2 separate regions of the Mus musculus genome follow, and region 1 is linked to region 2. The links are chromatin contacts, called in public HiChIP or PLAC-seq maps. All regions are on one chromosome and are shown on one strand. The core of a region is the stretch at or near the end of the contact, and the rest is flanking DNA. Distances in the headings are between cores, read along the strand shown.

What was found. HiChIP or PLAC-seq counts read pairs in DNA pulled down with a chosen protein or histone mark.
Region 1: a contact with region 2 is called in an H3K4me3 HiChIP or PLAC-seq map of bone marrow-derived macrophages, with 2.9 times the contacts expected there. The contact joins the enhancer-like site here to the promoter of Iffo1 in region 2. A contact is called at or near these places in 3 of 39 promoter capture datasets (3T3-L1-derived adipocytes, the HPC-7 cell line and the SN4741 cell line), 1 of 15 datasets of contacts at CTCF or cohesin (the NIH/3T3 cell line), 4 of 484 Hi-C or Micro-C datasets (the N1E-115 cell line, cerebral cortex, granulocyte-monocyte progenitors and 1 more), 5 of 115 datasets of contacts at active chromatin or transcription factors (bone marrow-derived macrophages, embryonic stem cells, microglia and 1 more) and 3 of 9 other capture datasets (adipose tissue, liver and macrophages).

Annotation. Positions count from the first base shown.
Region 1 is chr6:125,332,397-125,338,882 of GRCm38.p6, forward strand. It overlaps Scnn1a (sodium channel, nonvoltage-gated 1 alpha), which reads left to right. Exons shown (of 12, transcript NM_011324.2): 4 at 5,401-5,504; 5 at 5,840-6,003; 6 at 6,441-6,486. Among named protein-coding and RNA genes, the nearest start is that of Tnfrsf1a, 14 kb to the right of the region's middle. Within about 2 kb of position 2,170, at least 41 of the 459 cell types and tissues checked have an H3K27ac peak or open chromatin away from gene starts, as enhancers often do. A contact at or near this core is called in bone marrow-derived macrophages, granulocyte-monocyte progenitors and liver, where this site is marked.
Region 2 is chr6:125,143,079-125,149,838 of GRCm38.p6, forward strand. It overlaps Iffo1 (intermediate filament family orphan 1), which reads left to right and starts at 2,146. Exons shown (of 9, transcript NM_001302779.1): 1 at 2,146-2,951; 2 at 6,511-6,571; 3 at 6,663-6,758. The coding sequence starts at 2,179. It overlaps Nop2 (NOP2 nucleolar protein), which reads left to right. Exons shown (of 16, transcript NM_138747.2): 16 at 923-1,675. The coding sequence ends at 1,563.

The DNA.
Region 1 (6,486 bases), core at 920-3,419, 190 kb after region 2:
CCCAAGTCTGTGCCCAGCATGTCACCTGTAGACGGGCGTGTGGTAAGATCCATGGACGGCAGGTCCCAACCAGAGTTCCCATGACTGTTCCGTCCCTTTGTCCCTTCATGGTCTGGTGACGCTTCCATTTCACATCGTTTTGCAGAGCCTTTTCTTTGTAAAATGGACACAAATCCAAACACAAGAGAGAAGGTTTATTCAGTAAATATTTCTGATTGTGTGGACCATGTGCCAGACTCTGTTGTAGGCATCTGGGATGTATTACAGGAAAAAAAATATGTTCAATCCTTGCCTGATTGGCATTTTTACTAAAGTGATGAAGACCACGATGCTAATACCCACCTTAAGAGTCATGTCACATGTATAAGATGACAAATGTGAGGTTACTTTATACACTCTAGGGTATGGTGGGGGTCAGTCGTCGTCTTGTACCCAAACAGGTGAAGGAAGAGACACTCCCAGAGGCTCAGGCCGGCCTAAGGATTCTCCACAGCCCACTGTCCCTCAGGGATAATTTCTGTTAGGGCCCCTGTCATAGCATCTATCTAAAGAGGTCACGGCCACCAGCTCAGGCCCTCTAAGCGCTGATACAAGAGGGAAGTGAGGGACTTCCTTCTCCCTTCTGTAGCCTCTGGCTGCATATTCCTGCTTTCTCCTCCACCTCTGCTCCCGGGTTTTCAAGGGCCACCTTCTTGCTTCTGGCTGGCACTGAGGCGGTGTCTCTACAGGGGACCCTTCCCTCCAGTGCCACCCGAGAGTGGCAGCAGGACCAGGTGTCACCTGCTTCTCTGGCTTTTCACTCTGTGTGCTCACATGCCCATCCCATGGCTTGGTCCTGTTCTTTGTTTGTTTGGGGATAAACAGTCGCAGCTGGGAAGCGAGGCAGCTAAGCCTAGGCCAGCAGTACCTGTCCTGTTGCCAAGCCTCCCTGTTATCTCCCACCTTTGTCCACTCCAAGCCCTTGCCTCCCTTGCCCCCAAGTCCACTGTTTATCTTAGTCTTGGCATGCAGGTCCGGTCCTCAGTTTGTCATCTCCTTTCCCACGAGGCCTGTTGGGACAACTCTGTAAACTATCTAACTTTCTGCCCCCAAGTTTTCCCTTCATTCTTCACAGAAGTCTTTGTCTATTTCTGTTGCTATAGCAGAATACTACAGACTGGTTGGTTTATGAAAAAAAAAAAAAAAGAAGAAGAAGAAGAAGCTCATTCTTATAGTACTAGGGGTTAAAAAGCCTGAGAGCCTGGTGCGGGAACCTGGTGACGCTCCCATGCGTAACAAAGCAGAAAGGGGAAGGGAAAGTGAGTCTGGGAAAGAGGGTCAGGAAGGGCGGGCCGACCCAGCAAACGTCCATGTGTTCATAGCTAACCCTCTCAGGACTCCGTGGATGCGCTCATGAGGATTCACTCCATGGTCCTGTCTCTTCTTGTTGGATCCCATCTCCAACATATTGGGAAGTAATTTTCCAACCCAAGAATTGAGAGGCACATTTGAAACGTAGCAGGGAGCGTACGTTTGTGATATTAACTATTCCAGTCAGTCCTGTTCAAAATCCTCCAAAGTAGGAACTGGAGAGACTCCGCAGGCTCAGACTAAGAGCGCTGGCTGCTCTTGCAGAGGACCCAGGTTCCGTTCCTAGCACCCATAATTCGGCTCACAATTGTCCCTAACTCCAGATCCACGGGACCTGATACCCTTTTCTGGCCTCCAGAGGTGCCAGGCATGCTCGTGGAACACAGATGTGCAAGTGGGCAGAGCACTCACACGCATACAATCAATATATTAAAATCCTCTGCAGTCTCCTGTGGCTTGCTGAGTCTAACTACACTTCCTTAGCATGGCCTCCTGGACCCTCCCCTTCATGGCCTCCTGGACCCTCCCCCCTCCCTTTGAGGTCTCCTGGACCCTCCCCTTCATGGCCTCCTGGACCCTCTTCCCTCCCTTCGTGGTCTCCTGGACCCTCCCCTTCTCCTTCCTCTTCTCTTTTGGATTTCTTTCTCCTTTTGTTTTTTTGTTCTGAAGATCAAAGCCAGAGCCCACAACATGCAAGCAAGCTCTCCATTGCTGAGCTCTGTCCTCAGACATAATCTTCTCCTTAATGACACGTAGTTAAAGTCTTCCCTTTCATATGGACACTTTAGTGGTTTTTAAATATGTTTAGAGTTGTGCAACTACTGTCATTATCTAATTTTAGAACATTTTTTTCACCCACCCTCAAGGAACCCATTTACTTCTTAGCAGTTCCCCATTCCATCCCTTTCAAGCCCTGGGAACCACTAATCTGCCTTCTTGTCTCAATGGACTGTTCTTTGTGGGGATTTCACACAAGGGCTAGTAATGCAATTCAGTAGTAGATTGATCGTCTAACATTTATTAGGTTCTGGGATATATATATATATATATATATATATATATACACACACACACATACACATACATGTATATATACACATATGTATATACACACATATGTATACATATGTATGTGTATATAGGTATATACATATGTGTGTATATGTATGTATATATGTGTGTATGTGTATACATATATACATATATACACACACACACACACACACACACACACACATATAGTATCTTTTGTGACTGGTGACTTCTTTCACTTAGCATATGTTTTCCAGGTTTATCTGTGCTGACACATGTCAGAACTCACATATGAGCAATTAACACTGGGCTGTGTTGTACAGACACACCACAGCTTTCTGACATGAACATGCCTACTCTTTGGCCTTTATGAGCCTGAGTAAGATTTTATACTGGTAATGTTTTGGTTTTGCTTGCAATGCACCCAGAGTGCAGTGCTGGGTCACAGAGCTGTTTAGCATTTTGGAGGCTGCTGGACTCTGCCCAGGGATACAGGTCTTTATGTTCTCAGCAGCAACCCTGAGGGATCTACATTTTCTACAACCTCTGCTTGTTATTGTCTACCTTATAAACAAACAAACAAACAAACAAACAAGCAAGCAGACAAAACTACCCTTACTTGTTTGTATTTGTGCATGTGAGTGGGTAGAAGACAATTTTCAGGAGTCGTCTTTCTCAACCATTAAGGCGGCAAGTTTGGTGGCAAGCGCCTTTCCCAGCTGGGCCATCTCACCTGTCTGTTTGCCTTTATCCCTTTAGGCAACGTAACCAATCCCTACCACCTTAGTGGGAAGCTAATACAGCTCACTAAGTACTGATACTTTAACTTAGCCCTCAGTTCTCTGTCCTACCTGTGTATGTGGTCTTCATTTGTCAGAGGAGGAGAGTAAAGACCTTGCTTGGCTTTCTTTCTACTGTTTGCTACAGTTAGAATTTACTCAAAAGGAGCTGCACGCTAGAGCCCCCTTTTTTGGACAAGGGCTCATTCTTATCCCATGCTAATCTGGAACTCGCTATGTAGTGTGTAGCCCCAAGTAGACTCATACTGGCAACAATGCTCTTGTACCAACCTTCCGAGTGCTAGATCACAGGAGCTCATCACCACGCCTAGGTGAGATTTTCTTCTTATTATTATTATTACATATCTGCACACACACACACGGACACACACACGGATACACATACATGATGTGGTGTACTTGTAGAGGTCAGAGGACCTGTGGAAGTCAGTTCTGTCCTTCTGCAATGTGGATCCTGGAGACTGAACTCAAGTTGTCAGTCTTGGCAGCAAGCACCTCTGCCCACTGAGCCATCTTGCTGGGCCAAGCACCTCTGCCCGCTGAGCCATCTTGCTCAAGGCTTTACTCTTAACCATTACATGATTTGGCTTCTCAATGGATGTTGCACTAATGTGTTTAATGTACATTTTCTTATATGTGCATTTACAAAATTTATATTTTACCTACATAAGTGATCTTGTGTGTTATAAGATCTTATTTTATCTTCTTCTAAAATACAAAATAAAACTTTCTTAAGCTCGGTATTTAAGACCCACCACAGTGTGCCCTTCCCCCCTCCCAGTGAGTGGGGATCAGTGGCCCTTTAAGATATAGCTTTTCTTTCCATATCCAGCCCACCTCTAGAAATGCTGGCTTTTCAGTACAGCCTAACATGAACCCCTATGTTTCATGCCCTATGCCTGCCTTTGGTTTTCAAAGCCAGTAGACCACCCTGGGCCTTCTAGATTTGCTCTCCTCATTTTAGAGAGGAAGAGGATGACCTTGGGAAATGGGGCTGGTTCAAAGCCACATGAGCAGAGACACACCCACCTCTGGTCATTGGCCCCTCTCCCTCCTCTACTGGTCACAGGCCAGAGTCTTATTTTCCTCCTGTCTGGTTCCCACTGCTATTTCCCACTTGGCAGGGAGTAGAACACAGATCCCTTCTCCCCTACATAGTTCTTAGAACCTGTGATTTGCTGTCCATCTGTCTGTCTGCTGCGGTAGTGTGACTGTGTGGTTTCCGCTGGACTCCCAAGCCTGTTAGAGAAGGGCTGTTATCACTGGACCTATTAATCTGATGCACAGGGGCCTGTGGAGAACGCTTGGCTTCATTCTGTCCTGTGCTCTGAACTTCCTCCCTTCAGCCCCACGCTCACTGAGGCATTTGTTCCCTCCTCTACGCTGATTTCCTGCATCTCTCCATTTCCCTCATTGATGCACCGAGAACCAAGATTTAGATGCTAAGAAGTTAAGAGCATTGCACGAGTCTTAGTATAACATTAGAAGACACAAAGAAGCAAGTGATGAGGTCAGAGGAGAAGCCGGTCTAACAGGTAAACGCCTGGATCTGAATCCCAGGTCCATCACCACTGTCCCTGCGGCCTGGGATCCCCGCTGACTGGGAGAGGAGAAGGGCACAGTGTAGCGGAGTCTCATCATGGAAGGCGTATGGCACGTGGTGTCGGCAGACCCAGTGGAGCATCATGGATGGATCTTAAAGCCAGAGCTTAGGGGGCTGGAGAGATGGCTCAGCGGTTAAGAGCACGGACTGCTCTTCCAGAGGTCCTCAGTTCAATTCCCAGCAATCTCATGGTGGCTCACAACCATCTGTAATGGAATCTGATGCCCTCTTCTGGTGTGTCTGAAGACAGCAACAGGGTACTCATATACATAAAATAAGTAAATATTTCTTAGAAAACAAACAAACAAACAGAGCTTAGGAGGGTTTGGTTTTGGTTTTTTAGAAGAAAATAAAATAAGAACACACAAGATCACATATGTAAATCTCAGGCCTGCCATCACTGTTGGTGTGGTCTTGCATGATGCAGAATGGGACTGTTGGCTTAGGTGACAAAGCATAGGTCTACTTCCCAGTGCTGTGCAGGCACACTGGAGGTGACAGGAAACTGATGCTCCTGTGGCCCGGAGGGGAATTCCCTCTGCCTCACCTTGTGCTCTGGTGAATTCCTGTACTTCCCTCTCTGATCCTATTATCCTGGTTCCCTTGCCTACTAAGGAATTATTCTCAGTTCCACCACCCCATGTATGGGAACTGCTACACTTTCAACAACAAGAACAACTCCAATCTCTGGATGTCTTCCATGCCTGGAGTCAACAATGGTGAGCAGCTCCCGTCCCCATGATGCCCTTCCCACTGACCTACCTCACCCGTCCTTACCTACCTCAGCCTTACAGTCTAGAGATGCTGGGAACCTTCTGGGTCTCACCTTGATATGCCTCTCGCCATTCTGGAAAGGTCTGCTCTGTCCTTTCTCCCCCCAAAGTCCTCCATAGTCCATTCTAGGCATGGAAGGGATTCTATCCTTTAATCTAGCCCAGAAACCAGCTTTGGGTTGCCATGCCCACCTGAGGGGTTTACTGGCCTTGTTCCACCAGGGAACGGAGGGTAAGATTCTGGGTCTCCATCCCCAACTCTTCTCCTGCTGCATCCCCAGGTTTGTCCCTGACACTGCGCACAGAGCAGAATGACTTCATCCCCCTGCTGTCCACAGTGACGGGGGCCAGGGTGATGGTGCACGGTCAGGATGAGCCTGCTTTTATGGATGATGGTGGCTTCAACGTGAGGCCTGGTGTGGAGACCTCCATCAGTATGAGAAAGGCAAGGATGCTCTGATTGGGAACCTGGGAGGAGAACCCCACAGGAGGGAGAGGAAGACTTGGGAAATGGGAGGTAGATTTGACAGCCAGGAGATTGAAGGGAGGTCATGGTGAATCATCTCCAGGATGTGGAGGTCTTTGGGAGAAGAACCGGATAGAGGGGCTAGCCAAGGGGCACCGGGGAAGCAAGGCTTTGAGAAGAGCTCAGGTGCTAAGAAAGGTTCAGGGTGTCCTTAGGATTTCAGAGGATTCTCTAAACCCATGCACGGCCTTGAAAGTGGTACACGGAGTGGTGTTTGGGGTGCTGGAATATGCTTTGAGATGGGAAGGCTGGTGGACTGCTGGCAGGGTGTGAGTTTGAACTTGGGAATGAGGAAAGACCGAAAAGCCTCTGTCTGCCTCCTCACCTGTGATCTTGGGATGTACAATGGTTCACAGGAAGCCCTGGACAGCCTCGGAGGCAACTACGGAGACTGCACTGAGA
Region 2 (6,760 bases), core at 896-3,395:
CTGGTCTCTATGTAGTAAGTCCAAGACCACCTAGGCTACATAGCAAGACCTTGTCTCAGAAAAACCCAGGAAAAAGCAAGTTTTGATATAAGTGAAGTCCATATTTGATGATGTTCTCATTGATACTAGCTAGGTTCCCCACATTGCATGACAGTCTGAGATAGGACAAGCGAGCAAGTGCTTTAGGCTTGCTTTAGAGCCTGGGACTTACTCCTTAGAATGTCTTGTTATATACTGCCCTCCTGAGGGAGCAGCTTCCTCTGAAAACCTGACAAGAAGAGTAGTAATCCCTTAAAACGTGTGGGGCAAATAGTTTCAGTAAAAACCATGAACTAGTGTGAGTAGTCAGTTTTTGGGCACTATCCTAAGGTGTGGGCCTTCGTTATTGTTTCTTTGGATTTTGGTGGGTTTTTTTTTGTTTTTTTGCCAGGTTTTTTATTATTATTATTATTATTATATGTAAATACACTGTAGCTGTCTTCAGACACTCCAGAAGAGGGAGTCAAATCTCATTACAGATGGTTGTGAGCCACCATGTGGTTGCTGGGATTTGAACTTCGGACCTTCAGAAGAGCAGTCAGGTACTCTTACCCACTGAGCCATCTCACCAGCCTGGATTTTGGTGTTTGAAGACCGGGTTTTTCTATGTAGTCCTGGCTCTCCTGGGACTGGCTCTGTTGACAAGGCTGGCCTGGAACTCGGATCCATCTGGCCCTACCTCCTAATTGCTGGGATTAAAGGCTGTGCCACCACCACTGCCTGGCAACTGCCTTGGTTTTTGTTTGTTTGTTTTTTGAGACAGGGTTTCTCTGTATAGCCCTGGCTGTCCCGGACCTCACTTTGTAGACCAGGCTGGCCTCACTCAGAAATCTGCCTGCCTTGTTTCTTAATGATCAAGCCATCTGTTTAATTTTTACCTCAGGAAACTCGGCAGCAGCTACCCCTACAGAGCCTGACCTGAAGGATCAGGTCACCCCAAAGTCTGAGAACGGTAGTCAGCCCACCAAGAAAGCCCGTGGGGCTGTGAAGGCAAAGCAGCAGTTGCTGAGACAGCCACATTCCAAGAAGCCCTTCCAGAAGTTGAACGGCATCGCCAAAGGGCCAGGCTTGTCCACTGAACCTTCTGTCCCAGATGCCCAAGTGTCTACCAGGCCCAGTCAGTCTGCTGGGAATGCTGACGTGAACAGCAAACGAAAGAGGTCTGAGAAGCTGAAGCAGCGGGGACCTAAGTGGAAGCCCTCTAAGGAGGCTGCTGTCCCAAAGCCGAGCGCCCCTTCCAGGGTTGAGGACTCGAGAACACCTCCTGTGCCGACTCCCTCTGAAATCCGTGCTGCCCCAAGGCCTAAGGACTGTGCTCCATCCCTTGGGGAAGCCAAAAAGAAACAGAAAGGAAAGCAGCAGTTAGCACAGCAGCCTGCTAATGGAGCTGCTCCCCTGAAAGAAGATGCTGTTTCCAAGGGACCCTCAGCCCCCTTTGTGTCTCCCCACAGTTCCACCAGGCCCCCACCAGCAAAAAGGAGGAAATCAATGACAAAGGGCAACAGCCAGCCTCTGTTGTCTTAAATGGACTTGGAAACTTGACATTGTCTCTGGGTTGGAACTTTTAGATCCTGATGCAAGGCTGGCCTCCCCCTGTGCATACATATGAAATTTAATATACATATTACCACTCCTAGTTGCTGTTGTGTTTTTTGAGGGGACTGGGTACTGGCGGTTTGTAGGAAAGTGGGCCTGGGTTTCTCTGGGGAGAGACAGTTGTGCACTATTCAAATGACTATTCAAATGGTAAATTTCTCCCTCCATTTCTTAGTCTTCATGGGAAAAAGTAAAGGAGTCCGACCCAGGGTACCAGGTAGAAGAGAGGGCAGTAGGGAAGACTGTCTCTAAAGAGCCAGAGGTCCTGTGCCTACAGTCAGAATCTTAGGCTGTGGCTCCCCGGGAAGGGCTAGTCTGGCTCCTGCCGGGGTTGACCCCACTCATGGGGCCTCAGACCCGGGAAAGGTTCAGCGCTGATGCCCTAATGAGGGCCTTTCATTGGCCCCCTCTGCTCCCTCCCTTATGACCTTTGCCCTCCTGCCGGGCTATCTGATTGGTCACTCGTATCCCACAAGCATCTCATTGGCTCTTCTCCTCACCCTCTGCTGCACTGGTCTCCTTCTCCCGGCAGAAGGCGCAGCCATGAATCCGTTATTTGGTCCCAACCTCTTCCTCCTACAGCAGGAGCAGCAAGGCTTGGCCGGGCCGCTGGGGGACCCTCTGGGAGGTGACCACTTTGCCGGGGGAGGGGACTTAGCCTCGGCTCCGCTTGCCTCGGCCGGCCCCTCTGCCTATTCGCCTCCGGGGCCTGGTCCGGCGCCCCCCGCAGCCATGGCTCTCCGCAACGACCTAGGCTCCAACATCAACGTACTGAAGACCCTGAACCTCCGGTTTCGCTGCTTCCTAGCCAAGGTGCACGAGCTAGAGCGCCGAAATCGGCTGCTGGAGAAACAGCTGCAGCAGGCTCTAGAGGAGGGTAAGCAGGGCAGGCGGGGCCTGGCCCGCCGTGACCAGGCGGTACAGACCGGCTTCATCAGCCCGATCCGGCCCCTGGGGCTGCCCCTGAGCTCCCGGCCGGCCGCCGTGTGCCCCCCATCAGCGCGGGTGCTGGGCTCGCCCTCCCGCTCGCCAGCTGGACCCTTAGCATCCTCTGCCGCCTGCCACACATCATCCTCCACTTCCACATCCACTGCCTTCTCCTCGTCGACCCGCTTCATGCCTGGCACCATCTGGTCCTTCTCTCACGCCCGCCGGCTTGGACCAGGACTGGAACCCACGCTGGTGCAAGGGCCTGGCCTGTCGTGGGTACACCCTGACGGGGTGGGCGTCCAGATCGACACCATCACCCCTGAGATCCGTGCCCTGTACAACGTGCTGGCCAAAGTGAAGCGGGAGCGGGACGAGTACAAGCGAAGGTAGGGACAGGGTTCAAGACATGCCCCACACAGACACGACAGGGGCAGGGAGTTAGTTAGTGAGGGTTCCTAGAACGGAGAAGTGGGGGGCGGGGGGTGGGGGGCGGAGGGCAAGAATCGTGTTAACAAGAGTTGAACTTCCTGTGATGATGAAAAGTGAGGAGCAGGGAAAGATTTGGTTGCAGGGACCCCAGAATCCACAGACAGTTCTCAAGTCAGACTGGTGGCTCGAAGCCTTCTAGAACACTGGGAACTGATGCTTTCTTCTGGCATGTCTCCCTGTCTTATGCAGGCTGCAGTGTCTGCGTGACTCTGCTAACTGTGGGGTGTTGTGTGGTATGAAAGGGAGACATCCGAGAGAGCTCTGCATCTGTGGGTCTTGGTTGTCGGGCCAGCTTCAGACCTTGGGGGCAATTTCAGGACATAAACTCCACATATGGGGTGAAGGATGCGGCTTTAATTCTGGAGGCAAATTAAGTGAAGTTGGAAGGAGGTAGTGAAGGGCGACTGTGCCTGCCCAGGGCCTCCTCTAAGGCATGTCCCCAGAAGCCAGGTCTCACCCTGGTTCCATACAAGAGGCTCAAGGACTCCGGAAGCTAAAGATATTGCTTGGAACAGTCAAAACACACAGGAAAAGAGAGAAAGGGTATGGGGTCTCCTAGGACAAGGAGAAGGGATGGCTGTCATAAAGCTGGTGGGGGCGCTCTATCAGAAGAATCTCCAACCAGAACCAAGTAAAAAAAAAAAGTTGGGACATGGGCACGCCCTACAGAGATACAGATCGGCTATCTCAGGACCAGCACTGTGTGTTCTGAGGGTGAAGGTTTGGCTTTCTGAGAGGAACCCTGTCCCCAGCAGGTTAACATAAGAGTTAAGAGGAAGGGATGTCACATTGGAGTGCTGGCTGTTTACCAGGAGGACTCCCTGGATGGCTGGTAACCAGGCAACAGGACAGGGCCACAGGCAGAGAGAGTTTTCTCAAGGCTGACCAGGCCCTGGTTGAGGAGGAAGTTGGTGGCGGTCAGAGGGGAAGCCCAGATTTGGAGGCTCCAGTGTCTTACCTAATGTGACCCTTTGGGGGATAGCCTGGTCTGTGTGTGCAGGCCAAGGTGGCAGGGATCGCTATCTGGTTATAGCCGTGTGTGAGGACTATTTGGAGGCCCTGGAAACACTTTGTAGGCTCTGGGTGACCTTCAAGGGTTGGTGATCTCTTAGCATCCCCCAGATCGCATGCATCAGCAGGCTTCCTGAAGTTCAATCCTCACCCTGGCTTCCATGACTGTGGCCCATGTCTTTGGGTTTTTAGTTATCCCAGCCTCTAGGCACCGCCCAGGGCCTGCCCGCACCTGCCTTCTCCCCTGAAGGGCTTAACAGCCAGTGGAGCATGGACAGTTCTGGAGTTCTGCTCTAGTCCTAGGAACAGCTGCTCCTCTCCAAGCCATCTTTTAAAACAGAGACTGTTTGTCCTTGGTGCAGCTGTCTTGGGCAGCAAAGAGTTATCCTTGGGGACTGGTTAGCTCATCACTGCAGCACAGGGTCGTGCAGAGGGCCCGCGGCTAGGATTGCATGGTACACGACACTCGCCCTTCCACCCCAGTGCCCCCTCCCTCCTTCTGAGCTCCTCACACCGTGCCCCCACACCCCACTCCGTTAGCCTGGATGGCATGCAGAGCTTGATTATTAAACTGGGCGGGATGGAGGCCCCGCCACCCCCTAGCTCCTGTCTTTAGCTCCTTTGCCTGGGTGATATTTTTCTTGGGGCTCAGTTTTTCCAGTAATAAGGATGCTCCTTGCTCTTTCCCTTCAACTCAAATATAGGATTTATTTGCAGGCGAAGCCTTTGGTAAATGTAGTAATTATGAAATTTGCCCAGATTCTACCCAAGTTATGGGAACCTTGCAAAAAAAACAAACAAACTGAGATTTGAATGCAGGCCACACTGCACCCATCGGTACCTGGCTGGAGACCACTGCGGGCATCTAGATAATTCAGATTTCTTTCCCTGTATGAGCCATCTCATTAAGCATCATCTTGCCTTAAACTTGCTCGTGTTTCACTGGGATTTATCAAGTTCATCCCTGACGCGTCTTGGCCAGGGTCGTAACCTCTTGTCTATCCTATGGGCTTTTCCTCTAGAGACTCACAGACTCTAGGCACACAGGATGCCACATCCCATACTTGTAGAGGAAGAAACCAGAGCCTAGCAAAGACAAAGGTCTCATGTAAGAAAACGTGTAACGTGAGGTTATCAGACTCTGTCACTGCTGGAACAGAGGGAGAAGCAGGCGAGGGGGAGTGCAGGGCTGGCAGGAAACAGGATAAGAGGGTGTGAGGGAGGGCCACAGCTGAGCTGCATGGTCAGCTGCAGGGTGGTGGCTAGGCTGGCTGCCTCTTCCCCTGGCTGCCTGGAGTTATTATTAGGAACACTGCAGTGCGGCTGTAGGTGCTGGACATGGGAGAGTCATAGAACCCGAGAGGGCGAGGGAGGGGCAGGAGCAAGGAGAGAAGGGGCCCGAGAGCTTAGTCCTCCTGACTGCAGAGGCTGTCCTCGGCTGCCTCCTCTCCATGGGTCTCATTTCGAGTCTTCTTCTTCAGCTCCGTTGCCCTCCTTTCTGAGGCCAGAAGAAGCCTGTGCAGGCAGAGTGCAGGCGGAAGTGATGAGATCACGCACACAGGCATTGCCTTGGGTGCTGAACCTGCATGGTCAAGCAGCACCCCAGCTTCCATCTCCATGACGATGGAATGTGCACCTAGCCCTGGGTAGCGAGCGCCCCATAGTCACTGCTCCATAGCAAGTGCCTTCGGCCTGCTGACAGTGTGGGTCTGAGCTCTGGGTGAGAGATGCTGTACAGCTTGGCCGTGCCTTCTCACCCACTCACGGTTCCCTTTCCCCTGCGTGCGGTTATTCAGCAATAGCTAGCTTCCCGTGCCCACTTTTTTCACGCTGCTGGGGGGACATCACGCCAGCCCTGTGACCTTCTTAGAGCTCACTTCAAGGGGCTGGGTGGGGAAGGACTTTGCTCCCAGCCAGGCTGCTGAGCAGCTCTTGACCCAGCCTGTGTCCTGCAGATGCTTTCACAGGAGGCAGGGCACAGCCTAACAAGCTCTGGTCTGTGCGGGCAGGAGCGGGAGACCGGATCTGTGCCACTGAAGGTGGGAGACTGGGTCATAGGGGGGACATGGTGGATTGGTGTGTGGGCAGGAGGTGGGGGATGAGACCAGCCAGACAGCTGGCGGAACCGGGCCGGTGTGGGGATGGGTACTGCAGAGGCCCAAGTGGTAGCAGTTGTTTTTAAATATAGTTCTTGGTACGTGGTCCGGAGGTTCTGGGCAGGCAGTTGGTGAGCTCAGCCCTTGCCAGGAAGTGTGGAGCCATTCAACAGCTGCAGCTGCCCCCTGGCCGGCCGCCTGTAAATTCTTGCTTCAACCAGTTCCCATCTAGGGAACCAGACCTGAGGTCTGAAGCCTGGGCCTGAGACGGAGGGAGGGACAGGAGCTGTCACTGTCACGGCAGGAGGGACTCTAGGCTGTGTTCTCTCCCCTTCCCAATGTCTGTCAGGTGGGAAGAGGAATACACGGTTCGGATACAGCTACAAGAGCGAGTGACTGAGCTCCAGGAGGTGAGGGCAGCCACCCCACAGCCCCTGCATCCCTGTCCCCACCCCATGGCTTTTCCCACACTGACATCATGTCCCCGTCTCCTGGCTGTAGGAGGCCCAAGAGGCCGATGCCTGCCAAGAGGAGCTAGCCATGAAGGTTGAGCAGCTGAAGGCAGAGCTGGTGGTCTTCAAGGGGCTCATGAGTAATGT